Regions from separate parts of the Oryctolagus cuniculus genome. Here region 1 is linked to region 2. Evidence: chromatin contacts called from public Micro-C data. All regions are on one chromosome and are shown on one strand. Each heading gives the region's core, a stretch centred on a gene start, on an enhancer-like site or on the middle of the called end of the contact. The rest is flanking DNA. Distances are from core to core; before and after follow the strand shown.

Region 1 (6,091 bases), core at 643-3,142, 400 kb after region 2:
CTGAGTTTTTTAAACTTCTCAATTTTGCTAAAAGTCCTTAGAAATACATTTAGAAGCAATGAATATCTCCAACCAAACTATGTAGCTAAAATGAGAAGTGAAGGTCTAACTTTCACAAATAGTAATCCTGCTGCTGCTACTGCTGTTCCAATAGCTCAAGGCTTTCCTGATATTAAATCTCAGTTGTGTACAAGTACAGCACACAGCCAATCTGGGAAAATCACCCAAATATCTGGAATTAGAGCTGGAGCCATCTCCGGCTTATAAGCAAGCCCCTACTTTTGAAGACTATTCACAACCCAATGAAAAGTCAATACCCTCTTAAAGTCTATTAAAGTCTATTAAAAATGCAAACAAGAAGTTTTACAACAAACTTAACAAATAAAACAATTGAACCCATTAAGCAATACTTATGGAAACAGGCTTGAGAATCTAGCTGTGGTTAGAGGCAGAACTTGTTCTTGCTAGAACAAGGATTGTCTACCGTACTCCTATTAGATGCAGGTAATTCTTATAGCTGCAGTACTAAATGTTCTAGGAAGAAACTGCAAAAACTGCAGTGGGGCACACAAAGTGCATTTTTCTGTAATATGTAAAATATCACTAGAGCTACATTGTTTTAAAAGACATCTTTTTCCATCTTGGATTTCATACTGAAATTTTACTATGTTTCAACATAGTAGCAACTGAAAAAATGTGTTTCACTTAGAAACAAAAGTGAGAAAATCTCAAAAAACATTGCTCTTCTGCAATGCTATGTTTCCAAGATAAGGCAAAATAGACTGCTACAGTAACCAGACTCTTCTGCTAACAAGTATTCTTAAATAACAATGCAACCATAACAGTATTTTTTACATTATGAGCACATAATAGACCTGCAAAGATTCTTCTTGCTTTTTTGCTAGCTCGCTTTATGCATCTTGGAATTTGCAAGTCAAGTAATTTTTTTGGAAGAGGTAATGGTGTTAAATATTAGGCTTAAAATAAATCAGTTCTGCAATTACTTTATTTCCTAAGCCCACTGAAGCACGTTTCCCCACTTTAAGCCAACAAACAATTCGCTGTCAACTTGCTGTGGTGTCAAATGCGACAAACTCCGAGAGCTCCGGCCGAGAGGCGGCGGCTCGTGGCACTCGGAGCTCCCAGCACTCCTGCGGCAGGAGGACGCGGCGCCCTCCGGTTCCCGATGGGGAGCCCGCACTCAAGACCTTAGGCGCCGCGGCCAGGGCAGCCTCGTGCCTATGCGGGGTAAACTGAGGCACGGGGCTCCAAGCGACCCCGGATGGGCGAAGGCCCCCACCCCCCACCCCCGCCACTGCTTGGCGTCCTTTTCTCCTCCGGAGACGCGGGAGGCTCCCCGAAGGAGCGCAGGGGACACCGGAGCTTTCGCCCTCGGAAGGTGAGGGCGCGACCCCGGGACGCGGCTGTCCCCTGCCCGCCAGCCCCCGCCCGGGACGGATCTCCCAAGCATCCTGCGACCCTCCGCAGCCAGCTGCTGCTGTCTTCCCGCGCGCAGCCTTCGCTGCGGGCTCCGCCAGCCCAGGCACCCGAAAGTTCCGCGGCCCCGGCCGCCGATCGGGTACGGCTCCCTCCCGCCGAGCCCCGCCGCGCCGTTTCGAGGGACGCCCCGGCTAACCTGACACCGCTGCGCCACTCAGGGGGTCGCCGCGCACCCCTCGCCATGGCCAGCCGCACCGCTGCCGCCGCGCCCCCGGCTCTGCGCCCGACGCCTGACAGCGCCTGCTGCGGGCGAGCCGCCTCCTCCGGCGCCTGGCAGCGATGCGGGCTGCACGGCGGGCGGCCGCGAGTGCGGAGCCTCCCACCTCCCGGAGCCGGAGCCGGCCGGCGCCGAGCATGCCCAGTGCGGCCCGCCGGGCGGTGCGGAGGCGCGGAGCCGAGCGGGCGTCGCCGCCGGGTTTTGGCGGCGGCCGCGGGCGGGGGCGGGGCGCGGGCGAGCGTGCGGGAGCGGTGGGAGCTTCCCTCGCAGGAGGTCGGCGGCGGCGGCCCGCGGGCCCGGGGTCGGCTCGGCCAGCCGAGGCTTAGTAGATCTCTTTCCGACGCCGCGGGGCTCGCACCGCAACTCTCCGGTGTCGCGTGGCACGAGTGCTGAGGAGGCGCCTGGCGGGGGCCGCATGCCGGGCCGGGAGCGGGAGCCACGCAGCCCACGCGACGGCGTGAGGCCGGCTGCCGTGCAGCTGAACGTGTCAGAGCGCAGCGCGGCGCGGGAGGCCGGCGGGGCGCTCGCTGCTGCTGCGGGGTAGTGGGGTTCGGGGTTACTTTTAAATTAATTTTCTGTATTTTTTTAATTTATAGTTTCTACGTTTTCTCTAATGAGAAATGGATCTTAATAATAATAATAATAAAAGACTGTCCTAAATTAGTTTATTTTTTAACACCCGCAATAGTTTCCCCGCATGATCCTGCAGCGTAGACTTTTTTTCCAGACTTCACAGAGACCGCCGCTCGCCCGGGTCCGGGCCAGGCCCCGCCCCCTCTTCTGTGCCCGCCCCCTTCGGCCACGCCTCCCCGCGCCTGCTACTCGGCTCCGCCCTCTTCTGCTCCGGCGGCTAAGAAAACCCGGAGAGGTGGACTTTCCGAACTGACGCTCCCGGTGGCGCCTGCAGCCGACCCGGGCTGTTCGCCGCCGGGTCAGGAATCAATGTCTGGGAGAGGAGGCTGTCAGCGGCTCGCCGTCTCTAGGCTTTTCTCGGATTCTGGCAGCGCCTTCACCACGCTCGCCGACCTGCGACGGGCAGAAGTGGGTCAGGACCCGACTGAGCATGCTCGGGACGGCGCATGTGGTCGTCCCAGGTGGCTGCGGCTGCGGCTGCGGCTGCTGTAGCTCCTCACGACACCGGCGCTCGGGACGCGGCGGATGGGGGGCTCCAGACGGGCGCGACGGCCTGGGTACGCGGACGGGACACCCGCGCCGAGGGCCTCGTGCGGTGCCGGAGCGCCGTGTCCGGCTTGGGAAGCAACCGAAGCCTGCTTTTTCCCCTGCAAGATTGAAATGATCCTGTGTTGGTATTACTTTTATAGTGTCTCCAGTAACAATTTTATTTATTTCACTATTACGTCTTATATCAATGAACTTTCTTCCAATAAACCGACATCTAAGTGCTTAATAACCATAATTTACAATTGCACCACAGAGCTGAATTTTCACTTGTTGATGAATATTTAACCCGTGTCCCCACTTTCAAATAATTCCGCAGCGGTGTTCTCAGGCATTTCTGCATTGCCTATCTCCTCCCTTCACCCTTGTCTTCTAAAATCTCAGAAAAGCTGCAAAATGCTCTCCTGTTATCTTAACAAATACTTGAGGTGGGTGTGGGAACTTGCCCTTAATCCCCATGCACAGAAGAAAGACCGACACTTGGAAAAAGATTACAAGGGAAAGGTTTTGCAGACTTGAAATTAGTAACTTCCAGAACCCAGTGAAAACTTTTCTTTGAGACCAAGGAGGGGAACGGGGTTGGTTGTCAGTGTTCTGTCTGAGGAGGGAGAAGACGGACAGGTGGATCAGCTGCCCGGTGGAGTGTGGTGTGACAATGGAAAATGACCTCAGCGGGAGCTGACCTTTGTTTTGTCTCAGCCTCACCCAGCCCCAGATCAGCTTCCGCCTGGTTGGAGACATCTTCTTAGTGGAAGGTCACTCCAGGAAGAACACGTTCACTTCGGTGCTGCCCACTCAAGTCCTAACCTGTGCTGATACCGCCCTCATGTGCCTCCTGAGCTTTGAGATCCCATTATTGTTGGTACAGCCCACGCCCTGCTCTTGAACTTGGTAGAGATGCACACCACAAGTAGTCTAGCCTGAGTAAGGATGGGCAAGGTGTCTGACAGTCTATACGCCATTCCCACTTGTGTGAACTTTCTGCTCCCCCAGGCTTTCATGATGTGACCCTTCCTTTCTGTTCCTTCTCATCCTGCTCCTCCAGGTCCTCCTCTGTTGTACCTCCCAACTGACGGAGGTTGGGGTTGGGGGGTGGTTTTGTGACCTTTATCTTCCTGCCCTCATCTTTGATGATTGCCGTTGTCCAGGGGCTGTTGAGGACGGTTGTCCCTGTGGCCATGCCAGTGGTTCATTCCTATGCTTGTGTATTTCAGGCATGCTCAGGTGTGAGCCTCAGGAAACTTGGATCCCTGTGTCCCCAACAGGACCTGTGAACTGCAGCTGTTCTGCTTGTATTTCCTAGTTTGATTGCTGGCACTCCCAGTTTTTCAGCCATGCACATCATAAATCTGTATTATCCTAGATGTGTTCATCTACCTCTCCCTTGTTAGCCAGCTGGTCACCTGGCACAGTCCACCCTGCTAGGCAGGGCTGAAGCTGGGAGCTGGAAATGCAATCCAGGTCTGCCACAAGGGTGGCAAAAAAACAATTACCTGAGCCATCGCTGTTGCCTCACAAGGTCTGAATTAGCAGGAAGCTTGAGTCAGGAGCCCGAGCTGGGAATTGCATCCAGGCACTCGGATATGGAACTCTGTCATCTTAACCATTTGGCTAAACACCCACTCCATACTTTTCTTTTTAAGCAAATTATATTATAATTGTCTGCTAAAAATCCACAAATGAATCATAGTACCCTCAGGATAAGATCCCAGTTTTGAGTATGAACGGGTCCCTGCTTTTCTCTTGAGGTTAGAAGTCTCTAGCCAGTGTCCTCTAGTATCCCATGTCTTAGCCAATCTGAATTAGATCATATGACTTCCACATACCTGTTAGTTGTTCTGTCTCTCCTGTCCTTTTGTTCACCTGGGAAACTTACGTCTTCAGGACTGAGTTCGGGCTGAATGTCCTCTGAGCTCCCAAGGTGACTTCCTCATGAATGCTTCAGCTGCGTCTCCACTTGGACACCTAACGTTGATTCATTTTCCCTCATCGCCTCCAGTACACTGTAGGAATCTTGAGAGCAAGGACAATGTCTCAATGGCCTTTGTTTTCAGTCCTCAATAGAATTCTGCTTAATAAATGAAAGACAAACATATGCATCCATGTAATATTTAAAGGTTATGATTTTTAAAAAACTCTTTTTGAGAGTTGTAAATAGATTACAAAGAAAAAATACCTGAACAAAGTCATATCACATACAACCTGTGGAGTGGGTATGCACCTTTAAGTAATACGATTGAGATTGCAGGTTTGACTGCCTTAAACCCAGTGAACTTTCTTCAACTTTAAAAACTGGGAGGTTTTGTGAACCACTCTGCTGTGCTTGTTTTATTGGTCTGTAACTGCATGAAGCACAGCACTCTGCTGCTTATTAAGCCACAAATTCCATTGTTCTCTATCACCGCACTTTGTTCCTTGGTGTAGCTTCTAAGTACGTGTTTACTCCTCAGAATAGATTTTTGTTTATTTTTTCTCTGGCATCCCAGAGGGCACATGAACTCTTTAGGAATTAACTAATTTTCGCAGCTCTAACAGCTCATATTATCTGCTGAAAACACCTAGAACTAAGTATAGAGGACAGACCACCTTCATCCTCCCCAGGTTGGTGATGAACGCATTCCAGACTTGCTGGATAGACTGGTCCAAAGGCAGTGCTTTTTAGCAAGCTTCCCAGATGCTTCTGTGTAGTACATTTGAGAAACAGTTCCAAATCTTATAGATTAAATGGAAAATAATCACTGCTGGTCTAAAACTTCATGGAGCCCCTATATTTTTTTTTAATTTTATTCATTTATTTAAAAGGCAGAGTTACAGAAAGAGAGAGGGAAAGACAGAGAGAGAGAGAGAGAGAGAGAGAGCAAGTGTGCCACAATGCTGGCCACTTGTATTGGATTTCTTTGGCAGAAAGATACGTGTGAATGGGAGGGCTATTATCAGTCCATTAAAAAACAGCATTATATATGTTCATACTTGCTGAACAGTCCTACCTTATATTTGAGAGGTTGGAAAATGTAGAAGACTAAGCTAATGAAGTAGCCGCCTGTTTTTCCATTTGTTGAGCTACATAGGGGTTTTGCTTGGGTACCAACCAGTGGAGGACAGATGCCACTCTCCTGCACCTCTGTCCTAAATCTGCCTCCCTGGGCATACAATGAGTGGGGCACTGGAAGTTTTTATCTCATACCCTTCCAGGAA
Region 2 (6,503 bases), core at 1,501-4,000:
CTTTCTGAATTTTAAACTATATGAATATATTATCTATTTAAAATAAGAAGTGAAATTAAAAATAGAAATAATGCTATTTAAATCAATTCCTCTAATTATAATCCTTAAACAGCTCCCCATTTTCCAACTCCTGATCTTGACATTTTAAATTTTTCTGTGGCATCATGCTTCTCATGTACGTGAACTCTGCTTCAGAAAAAATATCTCCACTCCTAGACAAGTTGGACATCTTTCCTCACATTTTACTAAGAATTTCTTCAAAGCAATATTTGACAAAATGAAATTTTGTGCACTACATATAAAAAATGTCAAGGGTATGTGAAGGAAACACCTATCCCCACTGGGCTAGAGCACATGCTGATAACCATTAAGCCTGCATCAACTGCCTAAGATATTTGATGGGCAGGTTGTCCTGAAGGGAAATTTTGGTAAAGGCAATGTGAACACATTTCAAAATGTCTTGGAATTTTCTGCAGCTATAATTCATTCATCCAGCTTGCCCAGAGTAATAAATACAATTTGGAATTGTGAGAGAGGATTTATTTAACTTTTCATGGAATAAAGTCCCTTCGGTATTTCTCATTATGTGAAAAAATTGAGATTATTATTAGACTTATTTCAAAATACTTTTATTCTCTGTAAATCTATTCACACAACATTGGATGGATTCTGTAATGGGCACTGCCAACATGCAAATAAAGAACTGTGTCAAGCATTTGGCACAGTGTTAGACACCGGCATCCTGTATCAGAGTACCTGGGTTTAAGTCCTGGCTCTGCTCCCAATTTGATTCTTGTGCATCCTGGTGATAGCTTGAGAGCAGGTGATAGCTCAAGTAGTTCTGTCCCTGCCAAACATGTAGGAGACATGGTGTGAGTTCCTGGCTTGTATTTTTAGCCTGGCCCAGCCTTGGCTATTGTGGGCATTTGATCAGTAATTCAGGGGATGGAAGATAGGTGTGTGTGTGTGTACGCGCATGTGTCAGAGAGAGTGAGAGACAGCAGACATTTCAAATAAATTAAAAAAAAAAGTCAAGTTCATGACTTAAATGAGAAGACAAGAGATTAGAAAGTGTAAAATTCACTTGGAATACACTGTCAATGTATTATTCGAAAGTCAGAGTTACAGAGAGAGAGGGAGAGATATCTTCCATACACTGTCCACTTCCCAGATGGCCGAAACAGCAGGGGCTGGGCCATCTGCTGCTTTCCCAGGCCATTAGCAGGGAGGTGGATCAAAAGTAGAACAGCCAGGACTCGAACTAGCACTCACATGGGATACCCCGGGTCACAGGCTTTACCCGCTATGCCACAATGCCTGCCCCTAATAGATTATTAACATGACCTCAAAAGAACTTTTGTGGTCAAGTTCTAAAACCTTTACTGGATTCCTGACAGTGACTTTTTCTGTGCAAAAACCTGTTTTCCCACAAAGCAACCTTCTTACTTTTCACCTACAATAATAGGCAATGAAACAGAGCTGTAGATTCTCTAACATCAATCCAATCTAAACTAGAAACAAAGAACTTCTCTCCATATCTGGCTCCCCTCCACCATCTCAACAATACTGCTGCACTGTAAGGTCTTTATTAGTTTAGATTGGAAACTACTATTAAAGCTCCATAAACATTTCTAATGCAACTTCGCAAAACATAAAAAAAGTTCTACTACTTGGAGATGTTACATGACAATAATAATAAATAGGCTTGTATGAAGAGTTACAATGATCTCTTACAAAACTTTTAATGCTTTAAATACGGAAACTGAAAAATCATGAAAACTGAAACGTTAACTTAACCAGTTAACTGCTACTCATTGTCTCCTAATGAAAAGGTATATCTCCTTTAAGATAGGAGACAAGTATGATACAGGTAATTTAAATGGCTGCTAATTCTCTTTTCACTCTAGCTTTAAAAATAATGGCCAAGGACTGCTCGGTAATATACACAGTTCCTTGGAGAATTAACAGTTTAATGAGGTGGAGGGCTTTCCCGTGCAAATAAATTCTTAAGGTAAGTAGCCATGCAATCTCTACAGAAGCAAGTCTAACAAGCAGGAGTCCTCATTTCCAGTATGACTGTAGTATTTTGCCCGTCATTGCTTCCCCCAAATGCGACTCACCTTAATGACACAGGACTTTGGTAGGAATAACGGTGATGACCAGTAAGCACAGGTCCAGGTATGGCGGTCTTCCTGTTGGACTTAACGAGGCGGATGCACCATCGTGCATTTTGAAAACATCCTGAAACCAAGACTGGCTAAGCAGGAGCAGCTCACAGCCCAGAATACAAGGGGGCGCAGAGGCTCCCACACCTGACACTCGTCTGTGCTTGACACTTCAGACTTAACTCCGTGTCGCTGCGCCTAGCGCCCCAAAGGCCCACAGCGCCTGAGGAAACAAACAAACTGGTTTCTGACCCCCTTGGAAACGGCGGGTGGCGGCAGGGGCAGCGCCTCGGTGACCGCCTCTCCAACTTCACCGAGGTCGCGGCGAGTGGCCTCGGCGGGGCGTGGCGGGGAGGCGGACGGGCAGCACCTAGGAGTCAGAGGCTACCTGACTGCTTCGCACTCCTGCCTCGCAATGCCAGCTCTAGAATCCGGGATATAGGGACCACCGCTGGGAACTCCAGGGTAAGGACCCCACACGCAAGCCGCCCCAAACCCGGGCGGAGCGGGTAGGGGGTGCAGAGAAAGCAATCGGGAGGAGCGGCCGGCTAGTCACCGGCGCCGGCGTGTGACGTCAGCACGCGGTAGCCGGCGCGCCGCCGAGCTGGCGGGGAAGGAGCGGCGAGACTGGGCGGGGTCCGCGCGAGCTGAGAGCGCGGCACTGCAGGTGGGAGAGAGCATGGAGGAATGGACGGTGTGGGAGAAGAGGAACTGGAGTGAGAGGGCTGTGAAGCTGGAAGGGGCAAGGCAGCAATGCCCGGAACGCACCAGTGGAAGCTGTTCTGGAATGAGGCATATTACGAATTTTTTCCCACACATACTACACCGGAAAGGATTTTATTTTTACTTGAACGTATACTGCTAACAGAGATGCCACAATTTACAAAGGGATTTTGCTTTAAAGAGCAAGCCTTTTTCTTACTATTTTTCATGTCGTGGTGGATGATTTAAGCAGGGAAGTATTTTTTAAGTCTTGAAATGTAAAAGGACAGAAGCATAATGTGGCTTTCTGCACTTTATATCTGGGTTGGGTACACGTGACTCATCTGCATGCCGCAGTGTGTGGCAGTGCACAGCCGTCTAAATACTTTTCCTCACTGCAGGGCTTGCAAAGATAGACTCGCCTAAAGCTATTATGAGAGATCAGATCCTCTGCCCTGTAAGCTGCCAGGTTACCTGGCATAAAATAACCTCACCACTTTGGCGAATCCAAACCTGAAGCCATAGGACGATAGTGGCTTGTTTGCTAACTTCGTTGCCCTCCTCACTGGTACCTCTTATACAAGCGTTAGATGTAGCTGGGTGGAGAGACCAGAAACATTGCCAGAGACCTCAGATTGAAGGGTTCAGCTATTTGCTTTAAAGATATCTATCTCCATCGAAAATGAATCATGATGTGAATGGAAGGGGAGAGGGAGTGGGAAAGGGGAGGGTTGCGGGTGGGAGGGGCGTTGTGGGGGGGGGGCATTGTAATCCATAAGCTGTACTTTGGAAATTTATATTCATTAGATAAAAGTTTAAAAAAACAGATATCTATCTCCTAACGATGATCTACTTGTTGAACTTTCCTAAAAATATTTATTTGAAAGGCAGAGTTACAGGGAAGGGGAGAGTGAAAGAGGGAGGGACAGATCTTCTATCTGCTGGTTCACTCCCCAAATGGCCTCCACTGCCAAAGCCGGGCTGGTTCCAAGCCAGTAGCCAGGAGCTTCTTCTGGGTCTCCCACTTGACTACAGGGCCCCAAGACCTTGGGTTATCTTAAGCTGCTTTCCCAGGCACATCAGCAAGGAGCTGGATCAGAAGTGGAGCATCCAGGATTTGAGCTGGCGTACGTATGGGTTGCTGGCAACATGGGCAATGGTTTTACCCATTACGCCACAGGGCCAGCCCCATACTTGTTGAATTCTTTACTTAGTGGAGGATTAAGTTTGTGAGTATGAAGTAAATGGAAAGTATGTTATTGCAAACATTAAAAATAAAAAAAGGTGGGAGGAAGGCCAGAAGTATTGTTATGTTCTTAAAACTATATATATGAAATAGCCGGCGCCGCGGCTCACTAGGCTAATCCTCCGCCTAGCGGCGCCGGCACACCGGGTTCTAGTCCCGGTCGGGGCGCCGGATTCTGTCCCGGTTGCCCCTCTTCCAGGCCAGCCCTCTGCTGTGGCCAGGGAGTGCAGTGGAGGATGGCCCAGGTGCTTGGGCCCTGCACCCCATGGGAGACCAGGAAAAGCACCTGGCTCCTGGCTCCTGCCATCGGATCAGCGCGGTGTGCCGGCCGCAGCGCGCCAGCCGCGGCGGCCATTGGAGGGTGAACCAACGGCAAAAGGAAGACCTTTCTCTCTGTCTCTCTCTCTCACTGTCCACTCTGCCTGTCACAAAAAAAAAAAAAAAAAAAAAAAAATTTGTTTCTGAGTGATACTTGCCTTGAGAAAACACACACACAAAAAAACTATATATATGAAATACATTAAATGTTCCTTTTATATTAATAAACTGAAAAAAAAAACCCACCTCCTTTTATCCCATCTCCTCCCCAACACACCACCCCTCCAAGTCAACTTATCTGGGTTTTCATGCCAGTCTTTGGATTTGCTGTGCTTATAAGAAATGCTCTATAACTACTGTGGAAACTTAAAAGGGTGTTATTTTAGTTTCTTAAAATTATTTTTAGGGGCCAGCATTGTGGCCTAACAGGTAAAGGCACTGTAAGCAATGCCAGCACCCTGTATGGGTGCTGGTTCAAGTCCCATCTGCTTCATTTCTAATCCAACTGCCTCCTTGTAGCCAGGGGAAAGCAGCGGAAGATGGCGTAAGTGTTTGGGCCCCTGCATCCATGTGGGAGACCCTGAAGAAATTCCTAGCTACTGGCTCTGGTCTGGCCCAGACCTGGCCATTGTGGCCATCTGAGGAGTGAACCAGTGGATGGAAGATGTCTCTGTCACTTTTTCTTGTATGACCCTCTCTTGAAGCTCTGACTTTCAAATAAATAAATCTTTTAAAAAATAAAAGTAATTTTTATTTATTTGAAAGGCAGAGTGAGAGAATGTTCCATCGACTGGTTCACTCAGAAATGCCCAGAACAACTAGCTCCTAGCCAAGTAGAAGCCAGGAGCCAGGAACTCCCTGTCCCAGGTTTCCCATATGGATGGCAGGGGTCTAGGTACTTGACCCATGATCACTTCTTGCATCTCAGGATGCACACTAGTAGGAAGCAAGATCCGAAGGGGAGTGGGGACTCCGTTCATGCACTCTGGTATTGGATGCAGGCATCTCAACTCCCCATGCCACAATATTTGCCCCAGAAATGTTGTTCCTGGCATCTTTGCCAGAAGATGGCACTGCAAGCCATCCTACTGGGCAAACTGGAGCAGATCTGCAGCACTTTCTCTTCTCTTCACACTCTCCACGCAACTATAAAGACTTTATTTTCCTTATTCCTTCTTTGGGCAAACATCTTGTGGCTTCTCCCACTCTTAGTTAGCAGGAAGTTTGGTATCTGCACAATAGCTCTCATTCTACTCACATCCATTTGCATGAAAACATTGCCAATTGGTAATACAAGCAAATTCATTTTTGCTGTTTGCAGGAGGAGGTCTAGCCAGGTGTCTTCTTAAGATAATTTAAGCTCCTGTCATAAACTGCTGGTGAGAATATACACTGTTACAGTGTTTCTAGGAGACATCCTAGCAACATGCATAGCCTTTGACTCACAGTTAAACTGGGCAAAAATGTATAAACAAGGATAATCATTATTGCATATAGTCAGAAAGACTAGAAACAATGTAAATGTCTAATAAGGAATTAAATTATATTCAAACAATGTAATACCCTAAAGTGATTAAAAAGAGTGAGTAGAGTCCATTTTTATTGATAGAGAAAAATGTCCTGACATTATCAAGTAAATAAAGCAAGTTATTCTTTCTGCATTAAGATGATTACTTGATGATTTCCCTTTCTGGTTTATAAACCTCTATACAGTCTATTTTAATTATTATTACAAAATAATGTTTCTGAGTTCCATTGCTTTTTTTATTTAATTGGATTTTTCTTTGGAACAAAGGAGCTTTGCTTTTTGCAACCAACCAGTAACATAAATACACAAAGATAAAGCTTCCAGTCTCCATTCCAGAGCTTTATCTCTGTGTTCACTCCTCCATGAAAGCAATATTAACAATTTCATGAATATCATCTACATTTTCTCTAGTTTCATAAAATATACATAAGTATATATTTATATATTAATATTATAAAATGGAATTACAGTATAAACATTATTTTGCAACTTGTATTATTTATTTTAAAGAGGGACAGAGAATAAGAGTGAGAGACAATTGTCT

Evidence for each region. Hi-C and Micro-C count contacts between places; a contact is called where the count stands out from the background.
Region 1: a Micro-C map of ear pinna shows a contact between it and region 2, with 5 times the contacts expected there. The contact joins the promoter of MFAP3L here to the promoter of NEK1 in region 2. A contact is called at or near these places in 4 of 6 Hi-C or Micro-C datasets (ear pinna, psoas muscle, skin fibroblasts and 1 more).

What each region holds. Positions count from the first base shown.
Region 1 is chr2:52,631,354-52,637,444 of mOryCun1.1, forward strand. MFAP3L (microfibril associated protein 3 like) reads right to left here and starts at 1,893. Exons shown (of 2, transcript XM_070068293.1): 1 at 1,637-1,893. The coding sequence starts at 1,856.
Region 2 is chr2:52,229,070-52,235,572 of mOryCun1.1, forward strand. It overlaps NEK1 (NIMA related kinase 1), which reads right to left and starts at 2,751. Exons shown (of 35, transcript XR_011386262.1): 1 at 2,121-2,751.